Linked DNA regions of Sus scrofa: region 2 is linked to region 1. The links are chromatin contacts, called in public HiChIP or PLAC-seq maps. All regions are on one chromosome and are shown on one strand. The core of a region is the stretch at or near the end of the contact, and the rest is flanking DNA. Distances in the headings are between cores, read along the strand shown. Region 1 overlaps CYP4V2 (cytochrome P450 4V2). Region 2 overlaps PLEKHA2 (pleckstrin homology domain-containing family A member 2).

The links. HiChIP or PLAC-seq counts read pairs in DNA pulled down with a chosen protein or histone mark.
Region 2: a contact with region 1 is called in an H3K27ac HiChIP or PLAC-seq map of alveolar macrophages. The contact joins two enhancer-like sites. A contact is called at or near these places in 1 of 47 Hi-C or Micro-C datasets (epiblast stem cells) and 1 of 2 datasets of contacts at active chromatin or transcription factors (alveolar macrophages).

Annotation. Positions count from the first base shown.
Region 1 is chr15:47,057,322-47,061,724 of Sscrofa11.1, reverse strand. The region is part of intron 6 of CYP4V2 (cytochrome P450 4V2); the gene reads right to left. Among named protein-coding and RNA genes, the nearest start is that of KLKB1, 12 kb to the left of the region's middle. Within about 2 kb of position 2,109, at least 4 of the 83 cell types and tissues checked have an H3K27ac peak or open chromatin away from gene starts, as enhancers often do. A contact at or near this core is called in alveolar macrophages, where this site is marked.
Region 2 is chr15:47,689,300-47,693,702 of Sscrofa11.1, reverse strand. The region is part of intron 1 of PLEKHA2 (pleckstrin homology domain-containing family A member 2); the gene reads left to right. Among named protein-coding and RNA genes, the nearest start is that of PLEKHA2, 5.7 kb to the left of the region's middle. Within about 2 kb of position 1,767, at least 31 of the 83 cell types and tissues checked have an H3K27ac peak or open chromatin away from gene starts, as enhancers often do. A contact at or near this core is called in alveolar macrophages, where this site is marked.

The sequences.
Region 1 (4,403 bases), core at 860-3,359:
TAATTTATAAGAGGAAGTCTGATCCAGGCGTGTAAGAGATGTCTGCTGAATTTCCTATTTCAGCTTGCCTGCTCCCAGAAGAAAGCAGAAGGAAACAAAGCATAAAACACACAGTTGAGAGAAGCCCGCCAGGATGGGGCGGATACCTTAGTGTCTAGTAATAGCCTGCCTCGGCCTCACGGAGGAGGACACAATCTGACAGTTGCAAGTGCTACGCCTCCTATTTGATGCGAAAAGAAAAAACAGAATTGCAGAGAACACTAGCGCTGGAAGAAAGAGATCATTAGTCTGTTTTCAAGAAAGGCAGAGGTTTCCTGTGGGAGAAGGATGTGTGTGGGCCCGTGTGTGGATGTGAAGGTGTGTGTATGAGAGTGTATGTATGTGTAAGTGTGCCGATATATGGCCATGGGTGCGTGTGCGCATGCGGGGTGGAGATGTGGGCTGGTCTCTCCACCTCAACAGCAAATAACAGTAGCCAGTACCTGTTACGTGCTTCCCAAGTGCCTGCACGGTTCTCGGCACACTTTAAAACATCTGTAGTCGTGGAGTTCCCGTCGTGCGCAGTGGTTAACGAATCCGACTAGGAACCATGAGGTTGAGGGTTCGATCCCTGGCCTTGCTCAGTGGGTTAAGGATCCGGCGTTGCCGTGAGCTGTGGTGTAGGTTGCAGACGCGGCTCGGATCCTGCGTTGCTGTGGCTCTGACGTAGGCAGTGGCTACAGCTCCGATTAGCCCTAGCCTGGGAACCTCCATATGCCACAGAAGCAGCCAAAAATAGCAAAAAGACCAAAAAAAAAAAAAAAAAAAAAAAAAATCTGTAGTCTAACCCTCTTAAGTATCCTGCTAGGCACAGTCTATGTCAACGAGGACACCGAGGTCCAGAAAGTCTCCATCAGGTGCCCGAGGTCCTTCCTCTAGTACAGGTGAGAGCTGGGATTTTGCCCCAAAGCCCGCAGGCTAAGTACTGCTCTACTTTTCAGCTAATTTAGATATCCAGTTTACGCATAAAATGTAATTTCGATAAAGTGTTCTGCTTTAAAAGAGGTTTAAAACCAATGATCAAATCTCTATTTTTTTTTTTTTTTTTTTTGTCTTTTTGCCATTTCTTGGGCCCCTCCAGCGGCATATGGAGGTTCCCAGGCTAGGGTCGAATCGGAGCTATAGCCACCAGCCTACGCCAAAGCCACAGCAACGCAGGATCCGAGCCACTTCTGCAACCTACACCATAGCTCACGGCAACGCCAGATCCTTAACCCACTGAGCAAGGGCAGGGATCGAACCCTCAACCTCATGGTTCCTAGTCGGATTCGTTAACCACTGCGCCATGACGGGAACTCCCCATCTCTCTATTTTTATATACAGGGAAACTGTGACAAAGACCTGGGATGACTGGCTCAATCTTGTAGCGCCAGCGAGCACGGAGCCAGAAGGAGACCTTGGGCCTAGGGACCCTTGACACCGCTCGCTTTCTACACAGCATCCCAGGGAGAATGCGCTGGCCCTGGCGCACGCTGCACCCCAGGTACACTGGGCCCAGATGGCAAGAAGGGGCCGACTCATACCACCGACAGTTGGCAACCGCTGAGTCATTCAGACACTGCTGATACCCTTCATTTTCCTCCACTTCCAGGATATTGCCACAGTGTGCTTTTAAAAACCATTTTTGGGAGTTCCCTTGTGGCTCAGCAGTAACTAATCTGACTAGTACCCATGAGGATGCATGTTATATCCCTGGCCTCCCTCAGTGGGTTAAGATCCAGCATTGCTGTGGCTGTGGTGTCCGCAGGCAGCTATAGCTCCAATTCAACCTCTAGCCTGGGACTTCCATAGGATGCAGGAGTGGCCCTAAAAAGCAAAAACAAACAAAAAAACCCATTTCTTAGTCTATATTTGGCAATCCACACACTGAGTCATTCTTTTAATATTTAATAATGTCAGAATTACCTTTTGTAAAAACTGCATCTTTCTTCTCATTATTTTAAGACCAGAAATCCCTTTAGAATTGCAAATGTGTCAAACTCTCTCTCAGAGCACTCTTTCTCTTTAGTTACAGCAACTCATATCAAGAACTAAGCACTTGGTTGCTAGAACTTCAAAAAGGAAGTAGTGCTGAGACAGACTTCTGGCTTTCAGAGATTAAAAAATAAAGGGATGAAGCCACATAAGGAAGTGAGAGCAATTTCTAGCTGCTTTGCTGCTTGGAAAAATCTGATGAGTTTAAGGTTTTCTTGAGAAAACAATGTGTCTGTCGAGTACCCACCACAAGTCAAAAGCTTTTTCTGAAGAAGAAAGTTGAGCTGGTACTTAATCAGGGTCTTACATTTTGTAATTTCTAATTATAATTTAATGACTCATCTTCAGTTATGTGAAGCTACTTTAAAACTTGAGTAAACTCTAAAAAATAATGCTAGGAGCTCTCTCCTGGCTTAGCAGGTAAAGGATCCATCACTACTGTGGTGTCAGTTCAATCCCTGGCCCAGGAACTTCCACATGCAGTGAGTATGCCTGAAAATTTATTAAAATTAAACAAATAAAAATAACGCTAAAGATTCTTAAAAAAAAAAAAAAAAGACAAAACTGGAGTTTGTTTAATGATATCCGAAAATAACATAAGATAAAATACCTCAAACATAAAGGTGTCAACTTCTTCTCGAATATCTTCATGACTCAGCTTGTTACCTTTGTCATCAGTCACATTTAAAAGCAAGTCAAGAAAAGCCTTGCATTTATTTTTGTGTGGGGGAATGTCCTTGTCATCATGGCTACGTTCCTCATCTCTCTTCATTTCACTAGCCCGTTCAGTGATGACCTATATGATTTAAACAATCATATGTTCTGGTTTGGAATTTGAGTTACCTTCATAATACATTTTCCTATGACTAGCTTCTTTAATGGATTTTTTTTCTAAACCTTTGCTGTTCTAACTCAACAATAATTCAGGCTCTTGTGAAAATATAGTAAAGCTTCCTTTTAACATTTTAGGATGTTGTTTGATAAGATTTTTGAAACAAATTTCATATCAGATAAATTCAGAATATTCAAGTGCTATTTTTGTCATCTTTTTCAACACTAGAATAGTTAGTAGTCTACTAAAGGGTACCATAGAGGTTTGAATGAGCTAATGAGGAAAACTTTAGGTAGTGGAGAAAATGCAATCATTATATAATAGACTAATTATGGATCATTCTAATTACAGGTTGTATTGGAGAAAAGAACAGCAAGCTGATTAGTCAATTCACCCTATATGCTTGCTGTCCCCTCTGCCTAGAATTCTCTTTCTTCAGACTCCAGTGTGCCTGGCTCCCTCCTCCTTTAAAGTTGTGGCCCCTTTTCACACTATCAGAAAGACCTCCCAGATCACAGCTACCTTGGTCCCTAGCATTTACTATCTTCCTAACTCTATTTTTTTTTTCTTTTTCACTCACCCCCTGGCCTTATATTATACTTGTTCTATAACATAAGGCATAACTCAAATGTACCATCCACATGGCAGCAAATTTGTCTTTGTTCCCTGATATATTTCCAACCCCTGGCATTTTAGAAATGTTCAATTAGATCTTTTCTGAATGAATAAAAAATTAAAGCCCATGAACTTAATTTAGTTATACATATCAACTTTCTTCTCCTATCAGGCAATTGACCAAACCTGCTCCTAAGTGGTCTGAATGAATAGATCCTAAGTTCTTTGAGGACAAAATATTCCATGTCCTTTCATCCTGGGGGGAACCTTTAGTGCCTGGTACTCAATGTGCCATTTTCAAAATTTATTAAATGAATAATATTGTTCACCCAATTTGGAATTCGTTAGTCATTGATATTGACAGTAATGCATATAATTTGAGGAAAAATTTAATGGCAGTTATAACACGCAAACTGTTGGTCATTCTTCTACTGCCCAGTAAGGGAGATGAATCTGTTCTCCACTGTGGCCAACTAAACCCAAGAGCTCAGTCATCTAACATCTGCTGACTTGGTAACTACATGATCTGTTGGTGATAGGTTGTGCCTCATTGAAGGAAGCAATCCTCAAATATTTTAAACCAGAACTTACAGCAAAGCAAGAATATATTTAAATCAGAGTTTTTATCAGTACACTAAAATCATAGCTTGATGTCTATTTTCAATTAAATATTGCTCTGTCAAAAACACATGTTTAACCCAAGACTGACCTTCTATATCCCGAAACAATATCACTATCTCCTTATTTTGAACTGGAAGTAAAATAGTAGTCTCTGGTTAATTTTCTTCTTTTCCAAGTTGAGATACTGCTATAAATGCCCTATGCATTGAAAACTACTGCCTAATCTAAACATTTTCCAGAAGACTCTTATAACATCAATCCTTGTCTCTTTATTCTTTGAATGAATAACCCTGTTTGTTAATAAATGTTTATAGTTCATATC
Region 2 (4,403 bases), core at 518-3,017, 630 kb before region 1:
TGGAAGCACCTTCAGAGTCCTTTACCTGGAACCCTATTGCCTGCCTGCTTCTGATCATTTTCAGGGTGGCCTGGAGAAGGTGGAGGCTGTGGATCTTTTGGACTTTTTGTTAATCTCTTGGAGAGTTTTAGAGATGAGAAATAGGATGGTTTTTGGACTAGATGGAAGAGTAAGGGCAGCCTCTGCCTTCCCTTGTAACAGATCCTGGTGTCACTGCTTTGCCATTGCGATTTGCTTATTGGTATTGGAGGGGTGGAGAGGGCCTGCAGCAGCTTTGTGATACCAATGGGAGTCGTGTACTACTTTTTAGGCACTTCAGGTACACACACACACACACACACACACACACACACACACACACACACTCCTTAATAGTATTTACCCAGCTCTTAGTCTCCTACCAGTCCTCCTGTGAAGCACTTTTTAGACATCATTCATTTAATCTGCACCAGCAGCCTTTGAAGTAGGTGTGGTGATTCTCTCTCCATTTTTCAAATGAGGGAAGAGGCCCAGAAGAGTGTAGTAGAGTCTCTTGGCCTCTACAGCCCCTGTTGGACTCTACAACCCGTGCTCCTTCACTTCACTCTAGCATCTAGCTGGGTTATTGAGATCAGCAAGCACACCCTTTTAAATGTTCTTGCAAGAGGCACCCAAACTGATCACTGTCACTGGTGCATCCTCTGAGCCACACCCAGCCCCTCCTCCTTCCCCTAATCCAGAGACCCGGGCACCTGCCTCCCAACTGGTTTAAGCCATGTCTGCGTCCTTCCAGGGCTTTGCAGAAGGCTAGTCCCGTAGAAAAAATAAGGATGCTTTCTTTGCATTTTCCTCCTGCCCACGTTTTAGTGGGTGAGAAGGTCAAGTTGGAAGTGAAGGTCTTGGCTCTGGGGCTCCTGTTTGGCTGCTGTTAAAAGGCCCTCCAGTGAAACCGAATCAGGGAGTCTTCTAACTGGGGGGATTTTCACATTCTGAAAGTTGGAGATCTCTGTCTTTATAGGCTATTTATACCCCCCTCCCTCCATGATGGCTCCCTGTGCTGGGGAGCTCCCTGGGAGAGGTGGTCTGAGGAGCCCAGGGCAGGCCTTTGTTTCCTACCAGCTCCAATAACCACAGTTTCTCTGAACAGAGATGAGGCCGCTGTTAAGAGAGGTCATGAGCGTTTCAACTATTTTGTTGTTTTTGGCATCTTTGTTGCAGTGGTATCCATAGTCAGTTGTTTCTGCCTGGTTCTCAGTATTTTTTTTTTTTTCCCTTAAAAATTCCTTGAGTGTCTTTTGCCCTCCATTCAGCATTCTCGGGTGGGGGTGGAAGGTGGGGGATTGGGCACCTTTTCCCATCCTCCCCGCCTTCTGGCTGACTTCATCGCTGCTGCATCTCAGGGGCACTTCCTCTGGGACCGTGTTCTCAGTACATTCCCTTCTCTCTCCGGCCTTAGACTCTTTGGAATGTGCTCTTTTGACAGCTTCAAAATGCAATGCTGTTATAACAGTAGGAAGTAGATGTCCCCACATTTTTGAAGTTATAACCTTTGGTCCAGTCTCTGGGCTGAGTTCTGAAATAGCTGTGCTTGTGTTTTGTTGCTGTTGTGTTTTTCCCGGGCCCTGAGCAGGGCTGAGGCTCCGCAGGGCACCCTCACCCAGGCTGGAGATTGAAACAGAGGTGAACTCTCCGTTCACGTGGCCCATGCGTTTTCTAATCTCCACACCCCAGTTCCTGTCTGCTTATTACAGTCCTCGCTGAGACCTCTGATGTCATTTCCCGATTAACTTTCTCCTGTAGAAATTTAGCAATTTCCTGTTGGTATCCCTCTCGCTCACCACCGATGCCACTGCCCCAGCTTCTACCCTTGAGGGTGACAAGGCAGCAGATGTTATTCCTTGCATGCCCTGCTGTATTCCTGACTCTTTTTCTGGAGCAAAATCCCTGAAATTCCCTCTCCTGCCAACACCAAGTAATGTGAAAGAAAAATCTCCAGATTTACAAATGAATTAATTTTTTTTTGCTTCTCAGCTGTTGGAGGTTATAGTGGGTTATTTCATCCCGGGGCCAATATCATGTAAGCTTTATCCCTATTTTCAGTTTCTCTCATTTTATTTACCTTTAAAGTATCAGCACCATCAGGTAGATGAATCTCCCTTATTTCACTCTATTTTTTCCTGTCTCTTCAAGCCACATTAGAGATCTTAAAAATAAGATCATTTTTCATTATAGCTGGTTTACAGTGTTCTGTCAATTTTCTACTGCACAGCATGGTGACCCAGTCACACATACATGTATAGATTCTTTTTTCTCACGTGATTGTACCCCATTGTTAGTGACTAGACATAGTTCCCAGTGCTACACAGCAGGATCTCATAGCTTATCCATTCCAAAGGCAATAGTTTGCATCTATTAACCCCAAGTTCCTAATCCATCCTGCTCCCTCCTCCTCCCTCTTGGCAATTACAAGTCTATTCTCCAAGTCCGAGATTTTCTTTTCTGTGGAAAGGTTCATTTGTGCCGTGTATTAGATTCCAGATATAAGTGATATCATATGGTATTTGACTTTCTCTTTCTGACTTACTTCACTCAGTATGAGAATCTCCAGTTCCATCCATGTTGCTGCAAATGGCATTGTTTCATTCTTTTTTATGGCAGCGAAGTATTCAATTATGTATATGTCACATATCTTCTTAATCCATTCATCTGTCAATGGACATTTAGGTTATTTCCATGTCTTGGCTATTGTGAATAGTGCTGCAAAGAACATGTGGGTACATGTGTCTTTTTTAAGGAAAGTTGCCTGGGTATATGCCCAAGAGTGGGATTGCTGGGTCATATGGTGGTTCTGTGTATAGATTTCTAAGGTACCTCCATAATGTTCTCCATAGTGGTTGTACCAACTTACATTCCCACCAACAGTGCAGGAGGGTTCCCTTTTCTCCACACCCCTCCAGCACTTGGTATTTGTGGACTTATTAGTGATGGCCATTCTGACTGGTGTGAGGTGGTATCTCATGGTAGTTTTGATTTGCATTTCTCTAATAATCAAGGATGTTGAGTATTTTTTCATGTGCTTGTTTGCCATCTGTGTATCTTTGGAAAAATGTCTATTCAAGTTTTTTGCCCATTTTTCCATTGGGTTGTTGGCTTTTTTGCTGTTGAATTGTATAAGTTGTTTCTACATTTTAGAGATTAAGCCCTTGTCAGTTGCATCATTTGAAATTATTTTCTCCTATTCTGTAAGTTGTCTTTTTGTTTTCTTTTTGGTTTCCTTTGCTGTGCAAAAGCTTGTCAGTTTGACAAGGTCCCATTGGTTTATTTTTGCTTTTATTTCTGCTGCTTTGGGTGACTGACGTGAGAAAACATTTGTAAAGTTGATGCCAGAGAACGTTTTGCCTATGTTCTCTTCCAGGAGTTTGATAGTGTCTTGTCTTATATTTAAGTCTTTAAGCCATTTTGAGTTTATTTTTGTGCATGGTGTGAGGGTGTGTTCTAGTTTCATTGATTTACATGCAGCTGTCCAGGTTTCCCAGCAATACTTGATGAAAAGACTGTCTTTTCCCCATTTTATATTCTTGCCTCCTTTGTCAAAGATTAATTGACCGTAGGTGTCAGGGTTTATTTCTGAGTGCTCTATTCTGTTCCATTGGTCTGTCTGTCTGTTTTGGTACCAGTACCACACTGTCTTGATGACTGTGGCTCTGTAATATTTTTTGAAGTCTGAGAGAGTTATGCCTCCTGCCTGGTTTTTGTTCCTCAGGATTGCTTTGGCAATTATGGGTCTTTTGTGGTTCCATATAAATTTTTGGATTGTTTGTTCTAGTTCTGTGAAAAATGTCCTGGGTAATTTGATAGGAATTGCATTGAATCTATAGATTGCTTTGGGTAGTATGGCCATTTTTACAATATTAATTTTTCTAGCCCAAGAGCATGGAATATCTTTCCATGTCTTTGAATCCTCTTTAATTTCCTTGATTAATGTTTTATAGTTCTCAGCATATAAGTCTTTCACCTCCTTGATAAGGTGTATTCCCAGGTATTTGATTTTTGGAGGTGCAATTTTGAAAGGTATTGTATTTTTGTATTCCTTTTCTTTAGCTTTTCTTTAAAAAAATATATTTATCTGTGTCTTCATTCATTTATCTATGCATTTTTTTTTTTTTTTTTTTTTTTTTTTTTTTTTTTTTTTTTTTTTTTTTTTTTTTTTTTTTTTTTTTTTTTTTTTTTTTCTTTTCTTTAAAAAATATATTTTCTGTTGTTCTTCATTCACATCTATGCATTTAATTTTAAAATGTTGGGAATTTTCCGTTGGTTCAGTGGGTTAAGGATTCAGTACTGTCCCTGCTGTGGCTCAGGTCATTGCTGTGGAATGGGCTCAATCCCTGGTCCAGGAATTTCCACATGCCACAGGTGCAGCCAAA